3 separate regions of the Danio rerio genome follow, and regions 1 and 2 are each linked to region 3. Evidence: chromatin contacts called from public Hi-C and HiCAR-type data. All regions are on one chromosome and are shown on one strand. Each heading gives the region's core, a stretch centred on a gene start, on an enhancer-like site or on the middle of the called end of the contact. The rest is flanking DNA. Distances are from core to core; before and after follow the strand shown.

What was found. A called contact is a pair of places that touch in the nucleus more often than the background predicts. HiCAR-type assays count read pairs that join an accessible place to other places.
Region 1: a contact with region 3 is called in a Hi-C map of embryo, with 2.0 times the contacts expected there. The contact joins the promoter of LOC141378567 here to the promoter of mdh1ab in region 3. A contact is called at or near these places in 2 of 18 Hi-C or Micro-C datasets (caudal fin and embryo) and 1 of 4 datasets of contacts at active chromatin or transcription factors (embryo).
Region 2: a HiCAR-type map of caudal fin shows a contact between it and region 3, with 7 times the contacts expected there. The contact joins the enhancer-like site here to the promoter of mdh1ab in region 3. A contact is called at or near these places in 7 of 18 Hi-C or Micro-C datasets (caudal fin, embryo, hematopoietic stem cells and 1 more) and 2 of 4 datasets of contacts at active chromatin or transcription factors (caudal fin and embryo).

The regions. Positions count from the first base shown.
Region 1 is chr17:25,375,749-25,380,743 of GRCz12tu, forward strand. LOC141378567 (protein FAM161A-like) reads right to left here and starts at 1,859. Exons shown (of 4, transcript XM_073928525.1): 1 at 1,526-1,859. The coding sequence starts at 1,636.
Region 2 is chr17:25,503,751-25,508,697 of GRCz12tu, forward strand. The region is part of intron 5 of ehbp1 (EH domain binding protein 1); the gene reads left to right. Among named protein-coding and RNA genes, the nearest start is that of ehbp1, 47 kb to the left of the region's middle. Within about 2 kb of position 2,036, at least 5 of the 62 cell types and tissues checked have an H3K27ac peak or open chromatin away from gene starts, as enhancers often do. A contact at or near this core is called in caudal fin, where this site is marked.
Region 3 is chr17:25,763,024-25,767,451 of GRCz12tu, forward strand. mdh1ab (malate dehydrogenase 1Ab, NAD (soluble)) reads left to right here and starts at 3,126. Exons shown (of 10, transcript NM_001355553.1): 1 at 3,126-3,171; 2 at 3,545-3,659; 3 at 4,220-4,318. The coding sequence starts at 3,657. The region is part of intron 2 of wdpcp (WD repeat containing planar cell polarity effector); the gene reads right to left.

The DNA.
Region 1 (4,995 bases), core at 609-3,108, 390 kb before region 3:
TATCTTATTAATTTGGTTCAAAAATCAACACTGAATCCACCCCTTTGATGGGATTTTTTTTTTTTATCAAATAGTTCCCAATCTGAGTTTTAATAACCCAAAGCGCAGGTCTGATCCAAATCAAATGTAAGATTGGATTATGGTCTGATCGTAATTCAAAATCCCTTTGTTACTTTTGAAAAACTGGGTCCAGGGATGTCAAAACTCAGTCCTGGAGGGCCATTGTCCTACTGAGTTTAGCTCCATCTTGCTTCAAAACACCTACCAGGACGTTTCTATTATATCTAGTAAAATCTTGATTAACTGGTTCATGTGTTTTTGATTAGGGTTGGAGCTAAACTCTCCGGGACACCGGCCCTCCAGGATTGAGTTTGGACACCACTGGTAAACTAATAAATTGGTTGTTTTTACAAACTTAACATCTGGATAAAATTTTTAAATGATTTCAAATTAAATCAGAAAATTGACATCCGAGGTTGTTTTTGTCCATATTTGACCCATATAAAGTTGTAAGAACCCACTATTATAGCATTTTAATGCCAAAAATGTTAGCAAATCTGACCTTAATTTAAATAAATCTTAATTTAAAGTCAGTAGACCTGACTCTAGTTTAAATAGTAAATTAGAATGTTTAATTCATTCATTCATTTTCCTTGAGCTTAGTCCCCTTATTCATTAGGAGTCGCCAAAGCGGAATGAACCGCAACCTTATCCAGCATATGTTTCAAATAGCAGATGCCTTTCTAGCAGCCACCCAGTACCCTCTACAAACTCATTCCCACATTTACATACACTACAGCCATTTAGTTTATTCAATTCACCTATACCATATATCTTTGGACTGTAGGGGAAACCGGAGCACCTGGAGCGAACACAGGGAGAACATGCAAACTCCACACAGAAATGCCAACTGACGCAGCTGGGACTCAAACTAGTGACCTTCTTGCTGTGAGGCGACAGTGCTAACCACTGAGTCATCATGTCACCCAATTTGAATTTTAAAAAAGCTGAAATGTTACATTACACTAATGGTACAGTAGTTGACCCATTATTGTTGGTTTGTTCCAACAGCTTAGGTTTGAGTAAATCTCTGACTTTGTAGACTAAAGAGCTAAAAAAGATTTTTAGTTTTGAACCTCCAGTGTCTGTTATGTTACTGTATCCCATTTCAGTAGTGGTAGTACTAGTGGTTCTACACCTTGTGTCCTCAATCTTTCTCAATGTCCATTTTCAGTGATATTTTGTCCCTTGACACCATGTGACTAAAATATGACAAACTCAGTTTCATGTTTTCTAATTACAGTAGCATATCCTCATTCTTTTCTAAACCAGTCACACATCCTTTAGCCTTGTTTCTGGATCATCTTGCTTTTACAAATAGACGACAGTCCAGAATATTCGATTCTGAACTTATCTTACAATATCTTCATCTGCAGTTTATGTCATTTAAAAGTACTGTTTTCATACTGTACAATTTCACATTCATATTTTACATTGTATAAGTCTAAAGATGCAAGATGCATACCTCTGTGTGGTGAACAATATCATTCAGGGAGCATGAATAATCCTTCTCTTCTCCGAACAGAGCCTGAAGTTCACTGGGCTGCAGTCTCTCTGTACGCAGTATCGCTTTCATTGTCCAGATCTGAAGTACAGCACTGCTTTTCTCCTTCCTTTCTCCTTTCGACTCGCTTTGCTCCTCTCACAGGTATGGCACTGCCACACTAGGTTAGGATGCTTTCTCACACCCAGATGTGCCAATCTCAGTTTATCCCTGTGGATAAACCCTAAAAGGTCACGATTTAGAGCCTGGTGCTTGCTGACCATATGTCCTATATCTTCTTTAAACCCCGATTTACACCTTCAGATGTGATTCAAAGTGAACCATCCCAAATAAGATTTAGAGATTAACAGCACTCTTAATTACAGAGGGAATCCAGCATGTGAAGAGGGTTCAGCTGAAGATGCTCTCGCAGTAAACATGCAGTATTTAAAGTGTCAAAAATGAAACATCTGCTATCATATATTCACCTTTCACTTGTTCAAAATCTATTTGAGTTCCTTTCTTCTGTTGAACACGAAAGAAGATATTTTGAAGAATGCTTGTCGCTCGGACTAATTGACTTCCATGGTAAATATTTTGCCTATGGAAGTCAATGCAGCACCAGCATTCTTCAGAGTATCCTCTTGTGTGTTCAACAGAAGAAAAAACTCATAAAGGTTTAAAATCACATGAGATAAATGATAAACTCATTTTTGGGTGAATTATCCCTTTAAAACATACCAAAATACAGTCCCTGAATTGAGATTGTACACAAACCATTATCAAAGAATGTGCTTCTGCAAAGTGAAGCTGCGATGTCATGTGGAAGTCACACGGTGTTATTAATGTGCTAAAGGTAAATGTTAGGTGAAAGGTGGTGTGTGGTTTAGTGGTGGCTGAAGTGTGCTGGCAATGAAAAACATTGATAGTGTCTTGTCATAAAAAATTGTTGACTTCTAAAGGCAGGTGTAGATGATTCATTCATTAGTTTTCTTTTCGCCTTAGTCCCTTTATTAATCAGTAGTCACCACAGCAAAATGAACCTCCAACTTATCCAGCATATGTTTTTCGCAGCGGATGCTCTTCCAGCTGCAACCCAGTACTGGGAAACACCCATACACTCTTGCATTCACTCTATGGCCAATTTAGTTAATTCAATTTACCTATAGTAAAGGAGTGGCCAACCCTGTTCCTGGAGAGCCACCTTCCTGCAGATTTCAGTTGCAGCCCATATCAAACACACCTGCCTGTAATTATCACGTGTTGTTCAGGTCCTAACTAATTGGTTCAGGTGTGTTTGATATGGGTAGCAACTGAAATCTGCAGGAAGGTGGCTCTCCAGGAACAGGGTTGGCCACCCCTGCTATAGTACATGTCTTTGGACTGTGGGGTAAATCTGAGCACCCAGAAGAAACCCACGCAAGAACGGAGAGAACATGCAAACTCCACACACAAATGCCAACTGACCCAGCCGGGGCTTAATCCAGGGACTTTCTTGCTGTAAGGCGATTGTGCTACCCACTGTGCCGCTCCGGTGTAGATGATAAAATATTAAAAGTAATGTTTTTCTTTGCATTTTCTGAGAAATGATTGAAATAAAAGTCATTGACTTCCATAGTATTTTTTTGTTCTAACTATGGGTGGCTATCAATGGCTGCTTTTTAAACATTCTTCAGAATATCTTCTTTTGTGTTCAACAGAGGACAGAAAATGAACAAAATTTTAGAACCACTTGAGTTTATATTTTGCCATGAGTTAGAATATTTTGCCATGAACTATACCTTTAACATTAAAGAAATTATACAAGATTCAGCACCTCAGTACAATTTTTTTGTTCAATTAAAAGTAAAATGAAAATGAACATATCTTTTACACAGATATTTTAAAAATTAATGGATGTAAATAAATTATGTTGATAAATAATATTTAGATGAATATGTACAGTACATTTCTGCTGCAAGCTTTCCATGACAAAATTTCCCTCGAGTTTCTCTCAATAGTAAAACACACAACAAAATGACAGCAGTGAGAAAACAGCAGTGTAGAAAGCATTTGATCACAGCCATATAGCCATGTTTACATAAGCTCTGCAATTTACCAACATCCGTTGATAATATTTTGTAATTATTTTAATTTAGTAAAAACCGAGTAACTTTAATTTTAAAAATAAGTAAATATTTGCCTTAAAAAAAGCAACAAGTTGACTCTTCTTAATAAAAGGCAATTTTATTTTATGCACATGCACTATCGGTCAAATATTTTGGTCAGTAGGATATTTAAATGTTTTAAAATAAGCTTATCCTGCAAACCAAGGATGCATTTATTTCAATTGATTAAAATATTGAGATGTTATTGCACTATAAGATAACTGTTCAAAAGTAGTTTATCATTTATTTTAATCATTTATTCCAATGATTTTAACGAGGAATTTTCAGCTTTATTACTCTAGTCTTTGGAGTTACATTATCCTTATTATTTTTATTATTATTTTTATTATTATATTATAATTTTATTAATAATGTAATAGTAATAAAAGCAGTAATGACTGGAGTAATAATTTAATTTAAAAATACATACGATAAGAAAGCAGTTATTTAAAATTTTTATAAATATTTAACAGTTTTTTTTTTTACATTTAATAAATGTCGCCTTGATGAACAGAACAATTTTCTTAAAATAAATAAATAAATAAATGACCCCAAACTTTTGACGGGTAGTGTAGTTCATTTAGTTAATCAGGTTAACTCACATTTTCTAATAAAGTCAACTAATAATTTGTTCCAGTGTAGGTTCTTGACATTTAAAACCTAAGAAGTTGGTGGAAGTCAAGTGTTTTAATTTAGTCACAAGCTGTTCACACCTTGGCTATAAAAGGTGACTATTACGAAACTATTCTCATATATACTGTGACTCTGTTAAGACTGGGTTCTGGTTGAGATTCTCATGGTAAAGATTTAATCTCACTTGAATCTTTATTTCTCACAGTTGCAACATTTAGTAAGACTGCAAGTTCACTTCTCCTCATTTTGGCTTGAGCCTTTTCAAATTGACTTTCCCAAAATTGCATTATTTCTTGTAAATCAACTTCTTCTTTCTTTGTGTTTCACAATTGCAGCATACATTGACTTTAAATCTGCTTTTCTTTCATTTTGTTTCACAATTTCGCAACTATATCATAATGGTGGCTTTTTATCTTACAACATGACCTGATTTTTCTTAACTCTAAACTCTCAGTTACTGGTATAACCCTGTGGCGCCCATATGAAACTCTGCCTATAGCGCTTGTATGTGTTTGTTGGTGCTGGTCAAATCTGTGGTTAATCAGTTTAATGCAGGAACCAGTGTTCACACTCCTACAGCTAAAAGACACTGACAGGCTGACACCTCAATCTGTCAATCCATCTGCCACCACAATTGATGCAAACACAAGCACACGTCAACCTACATTCCGG
Region 2 (4,947 bases), core at 786-3,285, 260 kb before region 3:
GATGAATCAAGACAAAGTCAAAGTACTGAAAGAATCGTTAATTGAATAGAAGAGAGAACGATTTGTTCTGTTTGTTTTGTCTAGTATCACACTTTAATAACTGCTTATTTGAGTCTGATTTCACAATGAATCCATTAAATAGTTGAAGTACTAAAGTAATCATTAATTGAATTGACATGTTTGATTAGCATCCAATTTTGAGAGCTGAATCTACAAGCCTTTTTTGAATCGGTCCAAAAAATCTAAGTACTAAAAGAACCATTAATTGAATTGACATGAGAATGATTTGTTCCATTAAATTGACCCAGCACTGTTTGAGAACTGCTTATTTGACTCATTAGGCCTATTAGGCCTAATTAAACTGAAATTAAAAGAATCTGTTCCAATAATTTTACCTAGCATTACCAAGCTTTGACATTTTGTTCTATGAGTCGGGTTTCATACGAGTCAATCAAAAGATTGGAGAACTAAAAGAATCATTAATTGAATTTACATATTTAATTAACAATTTTGAGAACTGGTTCTATGAGCCAGTTTTGAATCAGTCCGAATGTCAAAGTACTAAGAGAATCATTAATCGAATATAAAACAGAAGGGTTTGTTTGCTTTGTTTTATCTAGCATCACACTTTGAAAACTGCTTATTTGACTCTGATTTTATAATGAATCAGTCAAAAATTTGAAGTACTAAAAGAAATATTTGGCCTAATTGAACTGAAAAGAAAAGCACTTGTTGCATTTATTTTATCTAGCATCTAACATTGAGATCTGGGTTTATGAGTCGAGTTTCATAACGATTCAGTCAAAAGGATGGAGTACTAAAAGAATCATTCATTGAGTTGACATGTTTAATTAGCATCCAATTTTAAGAACTGATTCTAGGAGTCGGTTTTGAATCAAAGTACTAAAAGACTTTTTTTTTTTTTTACCTAGAAAAAAACTTTTTTTAAGGAATTGTTAATTGTATTGTAGTTAGCAAGATTTTATGTTATTTATTTTTGTTTAACATAATAGCACTCTTTTTAGCCTCCAGTATGCTTTTGCCTGATGGCAAACAAAATGTGGTGTAATTTAGAATGAAATCTGATCATAGTTAGTTCTAAAGTGAACTTTCTGAAAAAAAATGATCTGGTAAACACCTTTGCACTACCACTTGCTTGGATGATAATGTAAAAAAGTAGGTATGGCTCTGGGGCTCCGCCTTCATAAATTGGAAATCTCCTCTCATTCATTAATCTCTCTGATTCAGTTTGATGAGCTCTGACCTTCATGAGATAAAACATAAACAATGAAAATCTGTTTCATAGCAGAAAGTCAAGTTGTAAATCTAACTGATTGCAACACTGGCACTGTTTTCCATATTTAATGCTGTAAATGTGTTTACCCAATATTTACCCAAAATTAAAAGAAATTCAATTTGTTTTTCCTGCTGAACACAAAGAAAGATATTTTGAAGTGTGTTGGAAACTAGTATTCATTCACTTTCAAAGATTATTTTTCTACTTCGGATTTCATGGACTACTGGATTCTAATAATCTTTAAAATATCTTCCTTAGTATTAAAAAAAATAATTCTTAATGATTTGGAACAACTTGAGAGCAAGTGAATACTTGCCAGACTTTTTGGGTCAACTACATCTTTAAAGAAGTCTACTGTATAAATGCCTTTACTTGACAGCATTGGCAAGTTGCAGATCTCATGCTACAGTAGCTTCCACATTGTTATTATCAGCTGCAATTTTAAACTGCTTGTTCTCTTCTCTGCAATCCTGTTGTATGTTTATTTCGGTATTAAGAAAACATGCAACGCACATTTAAATTTTCATCTCAATGGCACTGTTAGCACATTTAGCAGTATTGGAATATTGGCTGACAGTTTCCCACAGCTCAGGTGTTTCAAAACCACTTTTTAGCCCTAAATGAAGAATAAAAACCTCACTTTACTTTGAGTACATCAGGTCCTTTCTTCTCGCTCTCTTCAGCATGTTTGTGTGTGTGTTTAGAAGGAAACCCCACAGTCTTGACCCCCACCCCCCATACTGGCACCAGCTGTGGATCAATACTGGGACAGCTGGGACTGCCACCCGCCTAAACACACACACACATACACTAAAGTGGATGAAGCTCCCGGTCGCACCCCTTTCTTCCTCACGCTTCCTGCAAATGTCAGTCAAAGGAAGTTTGAGGTTCACTTTAGGTGTGATCGCCTGCAGGGGTTTGGTGTGTTCTCCTTTAACTGGGACAAACACACACACAGATGGGAAATACTAAATAGTAATGTTGTTGTCAATTGTGGTATCATGTCTTCCTCAGTCATGCCGTTAGCTTATCATTATGTTAACAAAACAAACATTTCAACTCGGGTCATGTCCATGATACTTTGAAAAACTGTGGACAACCTAAACATGCCAGAGCACTGTAGACGTCATCCAGAGTCATGTTGCTAAATACTTATTACTGCGGATTATCTTGTTTTACAGTTATTGCCGTTGTGTTTTCAGAAAAGGGCAAATGTGTCTGGAGTTGGGCTAAATCCTACAATGTTGTAAAGATTACATGTAATTGCCATCCTATAAAATTCTGTCAACAAGTTCAAAATTGCTCATTATTTCACTATCAAAAATAGAGTACAAACTGTAAAATTGTGAAATATTATTGCACTATAAAATAACTGTTCAAAAGTAGTTCAGTCATTTAATTAAATCATTGATTTTTAAAGATGAATTTTCAGCTTCATACTCCAGTCTTCAGAGTCGCATGATCCTTCAGAAATCACTCTAATATTAATATAAATTATTATTATTATTATTATTATTATTATTATTATTATTAGTAGTAGTAGTAGTAGTAGTAGTAGTACTAGTTGTAGTAGTATTATTAGTATTATTATTAATGGTAATAATAATAGTAATAATTACTGGATTAATAATTTCTTTTGAAACTACATACAATAAGAAATCAGTTATTTAAAATAAAAATAAAAGTTTAACAATTAAATTTTTCTTTGCATTTAATAAATGAACAGAATAATTTTCTTTAAAAAACAAATAACAAACAAAAAAATGAACAAAAAAAAGAAAACTTTTAGAAAACTTTTTTTTTTACCAGTAGTGTGCATATCAGAAATACCTGGCAACATACTGAAACTTTTAAGTCACTTTTTTGCAGTGTTTAATTTGACTTTTTCTTTCGTTTTTCTTTTCATATTAGGTGTTATAGTGATGCCTATTTAGAATTAATTATTATTTTGAATTAAGATTTATTTTTATATTAGTTTTCATTATCAAATTTTTATTCTATTTCATCTAATGTTTTTATTCTTTTACATAATTTCAGTTACAAAAACTATTACTGACTGTTAGTTGAAACAATAGTGGAACACTATTAGGCTTATTTACTGTATGATTTTTGTACAGGTTATTGAATATGAGCACTGTTATTAATTTAATCATCATAATGTTTAGGGATTAAATATTGGCAGTCATCTAAGGATATTATAGAGGATATACACCAAAATGTAATAAAATGTACAAAAAGTTATGAAAGTTATCCCTCTTCTTAACACATTTGAATGGTACATGATCAAAATTATTAACCATATTACTTATCGGTTCATTTTGGATCATTTTATTGAAAATCTTTTTTCATACTTCTTTCAAAATATGTATTGGTACTGAATCACAGATAAAATATTATTAAAATCCCATAACACTAAGCTAAAAGAGTAAAACAAAATAATTATATTTTGTAAATCATTAAAGAATCATTGAAGAGATACAGAGTTCACCCAACACTGTCATCATTTGCTCACCCTTCACTTGTCTCAAACCTGATTGACTTTCTTTCTACACAGAAGAAAACAGAAACCTGCAATCTTTGACTTCCATAATATTTCATTACCAGTTTTCAGCTTTCTTCCAAATATTTTCATTTGTGTTTAACAGAAACTTAAAAGGTTTGAAACTACCTGAGGGTGTGTAAATGGTGTGAACACTTTCAATTTAGGGTGAACTGTCTCTTTAAGTAGAAATGTGAAACACTCGAAACTCATTGATGTATTGAATTTTATACTGATAGTTTTGCATGTCGTGTCATATTATTTACTTCATGTAATGACATTTCATTATGTAAAACTTGAAGTCCTTCCATTTGTTTGTCCTCTTTTCTTGTTTTGAAAATAAATTGTTAACTAATGAATGTGATAATCTCCAAACACAATGTCTGGAAAAGCATACTTGAAAAGTACCTCTCATTGCACAATTTTGAATAGAATTATATAGAACTGATAAAATGATTGTACACCTTCATAAACACACTTATATTTGTAGTTCATGTCATTTTAACAAGATTACTAAAGCAGATAATCTTCTCACATCATGCGCTTTTTGGTTGTCAGAAAAAGATCGCTGACCTTCAAATTGAGCATGAAAGTGACCCTCACACCTCCTCGGACTATTTCTTTGATGCTTTGACCATTTTAAATGCTTTTGTTTATTTAAAGAAACATGTACTAAAAATGGGGCTTTTAAAAACTTGCCTCAGGGCAGCAGTGCTGGGGAATGCGTTTTCGACCATGTTTGGCACACTCTGATCTTTTATCCATCGACTAGACTGTTGACAATCTCAGAATGATCAAATACGATTTTACAAATAGTGTAGAGTCAGATTTCTTAATACATTTAACATGCGCGCCGTTCTTTAATGCATTTTAAAAACCCCAATGTTTCCCCTGTAGCAGGAGAGAGTGTGCGTATTTGTGTGAATGGTGATGCGCCCTGAAGGGATCAGCAGGGGGCAGCAGTCAGCCACTCTGGCACCTCCTCCATCTGCCCTCTCCGCCAGGTATTTAGCAATTCTGCGCGTACAATAGCCGTGTATTGATAGTCATATCCCTGTGATAAATTAAAAGTGTCTTATTGTCTCTTTTCATTTTACACATTGTCATAACC
Region 3 (4,428 bases), core at 1,876-4,375:
ACAAACATTCCCATTGACAGGACTTAAACAATGCAGGTCCACAAATCTGTAAAAACAGTGCATTTAAAAAAAAAAAAAAACGGCAGCTAAAGTCGCCAGAGCGTGAGTTGATAGAGGTGCACTGAATCAGGGACAGCGTCTGAAACATGACAGCTGAGATCTGATTTTAATCCATGAAGAAAAGCCTATAATCAGTCAAATGATTCATCTGAGCTGGGTCAATAACAACAGTGGTTGAGAAGTGCACATAAAAAAACATGTAACCAATGCTTGACTAATAATTAGTGAAACTGATCTAATTCAAACACATTTTGGGCAAAACAAAACAAAAAAAAAAAAAAAAAAAAACCCACAGTCAATTAATCAGACTAAATGTTGATTCATTTCGCATTAATTACTTAATTTGAATTTATTTAATAGTTTTACATGGAGAGAATTGACTAGTGTCTAACAGATATGAGGTTGAAATGAGGGCCTGTTGAAGCAGGTCTGGATTATTCTAGAATTTCACTCTTCACCATTTGCAATATGATACTGGGTTATTAAAATATTTCAAAACTGTATTTACCAGTGTGACAGCACTGTGATGGTTAAGACCAAAGGTTATGTGATTTAAAGGTTAAATATGTTTTTCAAAGCTATCAGATGCATAGATAGCTAAATGTTACGTTAGTTTTAGAAATAATAAACAATTAAGATACAAATAAAATACAAGTTTAAATAAACATGTTACCCACTATCAAATATATAAAATAAATAGTATTTAATTGTATTTCCTGGAAATACCACTTTTAGTAAATACATTAAATTGATAGTGAAATTAAATTGTATGTACATGAGATGACACTGAGTTATTAATTATCACCAATAAGCTTCAGAAAAAGGTCTGGAGTTATGCTCAATTTACCATGAATCATTCTTTTGAAATGGTTCACCTAGTAAAATGAAAAAAAAAATCAGAAAGAGCAACACTGATTTATAAGTTATCCAAACCTCCCAATGAGCCAATATGGTGTATATAATCTTTCATTTATTCCAACAAGGACTGAAATGAGGAAACCCTTAATATGCTTTAAAAAATGTGTTTTATATTATATTACATCATATTACTTTATAATTAACAATTACTTTTTAAATTACCATCAGTATTTCAACTTTTATTTTTAACAAACATGATTTACACTTTTAAATTAAAATCAAACTTTATTATAGTATTTTACTAAAGCAATTTCTATTAATATGCATTACAGTATTGTACGGGTGAACCACACTGGACATTTTTTAGAAACACCAGTCTCACTGTACACAATGCAATAGAAAAAGCCTGAGGGACAGAGAGAAAGAAAATACAAGAAAGTCAAGAAGGAAGGCAGGTTCAGACACATATATAAAATAAATTCTATAATTTATATAAAAAAAAAATATATATATATATATAATTTTCCATCCAAAATACAAGTGGGGATAAAAACTCAATCTAACAATCTAACTACAGTTGTTCAAACGAATCAAAAAGCACCTATGAACTGACAGCTCCTCTCCGCTGTGTTATGGAGAAGAGTGTTTGCTGTTGTTCTGTTCTGGGACATCACATGAAGAAGCAACATTATCCTCAGCTCCTTTGTCAGGCGGTTTGTAATGAGCCTGTAATGAGTTCATGTAAAATGCAGAGGGAGATCATCTATCTCACCCTAAGCAGGGGTCCTCACAGCTCTAAACTGACACAGACGCCCTATTTCGCCCTCTCAATAGGAGGTAGTCAAAGACACAAAAATTATAGAAGTGTTTATGATACAGCTGCTCTTGGATGCGTTTTCAAACAGAATCAAGTTGGTATTAATTATATGGCTAATAAACTGTCTAAAAATTCTCCAACAGAAAATAAATATTTTCCATTAAAAAAAAAAAAGAATTGTCAAAATGAAATAAGCCCTTTTAATAGAAGCTACAAAAGCCTACTTTAGATAGTTTAACATTATTGCCAAATTTTTTCACAAAGAGAGAGATAATGCCTTACTGAAAAAACAAACAAAAATGAGTACGATTTATATATAAAACTAAGAAATGAATGATCAGCCAACCCCTAAATCAATCAATCAATCAATCAATCAACGCTGTTTGTTTAACAGGACCATTCATTAATCAAATTTCATCTTTAATGAAGAACTGCAGTTAAATGTCAGGCCAAGGACATTATCTGTTTTTTTACAATTTTTTTTAAGGGTAAAGTTATTTTAACAATATCATACATTAATTACAAGTATATGTTATAATACCTTTTGAAATGAACCATGATTCAATAATAGCAAATGTGATAGTATGTTTTCACCACATTAATCACTGCACCATTTGTATAACAAATGCTTAAATAGTGGTCAGTGAAGCAAAATCATGAAACATTTGTGGTTTTTCTCATTTTTAGTTTTGTTTGTAGGCAAAAACATGAATGACGTTCGTTGTAAATGGTTTATAAAAAGGTACAAATAGCAAAGTCTAAAATACAACTTTTATATGAGACCAACCACTTATCTACTTACTTACTAATGTTTTCCAAGATCTTTTACAGCTACAAAACACAAGCCAGTACAGAATTCAATCAAGCCGACAACAGTGAACCCTGTCTGGACAACGTATGGGGGAGAAGTCGATACAGTAGATTCCGAAACATCTGACTTCTGCATGTTTCCATTTTCGATAACGGAAAAATAATGTTTTACAGATTACAAAATTAAAAGACCACATACATACAGTACATACAGGATTCGCCACTATTAAACACTCCACATAATGCACAGGATGCTTTGACTGTCTCATCAATAGACTTACCGATAAGTTTACAATAATGTGTTGATCCCCTGCTAACGTTACTTGAACTGATGCCGCAGGTGCAGAGTTTTTGTTGTCAGACGACTGCATATAAATATAACTTTAGGAAAAATGCACAAATAAAAAATGTAAATGTAACTAAATTTAACTAAAACATGTTCTCACGATATGTTAAAATATTAGCAGTCGCTAACTTCAGACATGTTCATGATTTCAAGTGTGTCTAAGCAACGGACGCAGCTGTAATCTCCATAGCTTTTACTTTTTCTCCTGCGTTGTTTTCCAAATATTACGGTAAACTCCAATATCTTCCGGGTTGTTCCTTCAGTCAGGATCGGGATTTGTGTGCGTAGACTAAATGCATGAGTTATAAAAATCCCAAGGAACACCACATATTAAGGTTTTTACGGGGAATGTTTTTGATTATTTTTGTGTAATGCTCCGTTAACCAAATTGCACGTTCACATTTTTTAAATAATTAAAAGTAAACCATTAAATCAGTAACTGCTTTATTACGTTTTTAGTTTTAAGTGCAAATAATGTTTCTAACACAATTTAATTAGAAAGAACAGAATTGCAAACTTAAATCGGAGGTCCCCTTGGACTCATGGTAGAGGCATCTGTTAGTTTGTGATTTACTATACTTGCTTATAGGAACTGTAGTTTTTATCTTAACAACATGAACGCCTGTATGATAACTAAAAACTACATTTCCCAGGAGGCACTTGTAACGCAGGTGCAACGGCAACTTGTTGCCTCGTGAGGAAAATAGGGGTGACCTCCGCAATCAGAGTAGTGGGAGAGCAGCTGTCATTCGTAACCAGCAGAAAATGGTAGGAAAATTTCATATTGCAACTAATGTTTTAAAACAATTTCACGTTTTGTTGTTAATACGTTATCATGCTTATGGAAACTGCGAGGTTAACGTCAAAGCTTTGAGTCGAATAATACCAGGAGCTATTTTCTTTATGTTTGTGCTGTTAAATTACAAAGACTTGTATAATGATCATTTAATCACTTATTATAAGACAATAAGAGTCATGCACTTTTGTATTCATGTGGTATTTTATTAAATCGTTCGTAATTTTAAATTGCATTCACAGTCTATTCAGTGTACAAGTCTTAATTATTAATTCAAAATATGATTAATTTGCAACAGATGAGTGAAAGCAGCGGAGAAAGTGAGTTAATTGAAGAACTGAGTAAATGTCTCTCGGTTTAAAAATATCCCACTCAGCACGTCATTCTGAGGTCTGGCAGAGTTTGCCAGGACTATTTATATGTTCTAACACCATGAGCTTCCTGCTCATCTCTACTGGCTGAATGTTGTCATATATAACTCTTTTCTTTGTTCACATTAGTTGTTCATAATTATTTTCCTTTTTTGTTATAGTCTGAGCCTATTAGAGTCTTGGTGACCGGTGCCGCAGGACAGATCGCATACTCTCTGCTGTACGGCATTGCAAAGGGAGATGTCTTCGGTAAAGATCAGGTAGAAGCAGGATTTGGCTTAGGCAATGGCCCGTCACAACCAATTAAACACTGTTGTGTCATTCAGCATGTGGTTTGACTTATTCCAAGAATAAGCTCCATATATGTCTG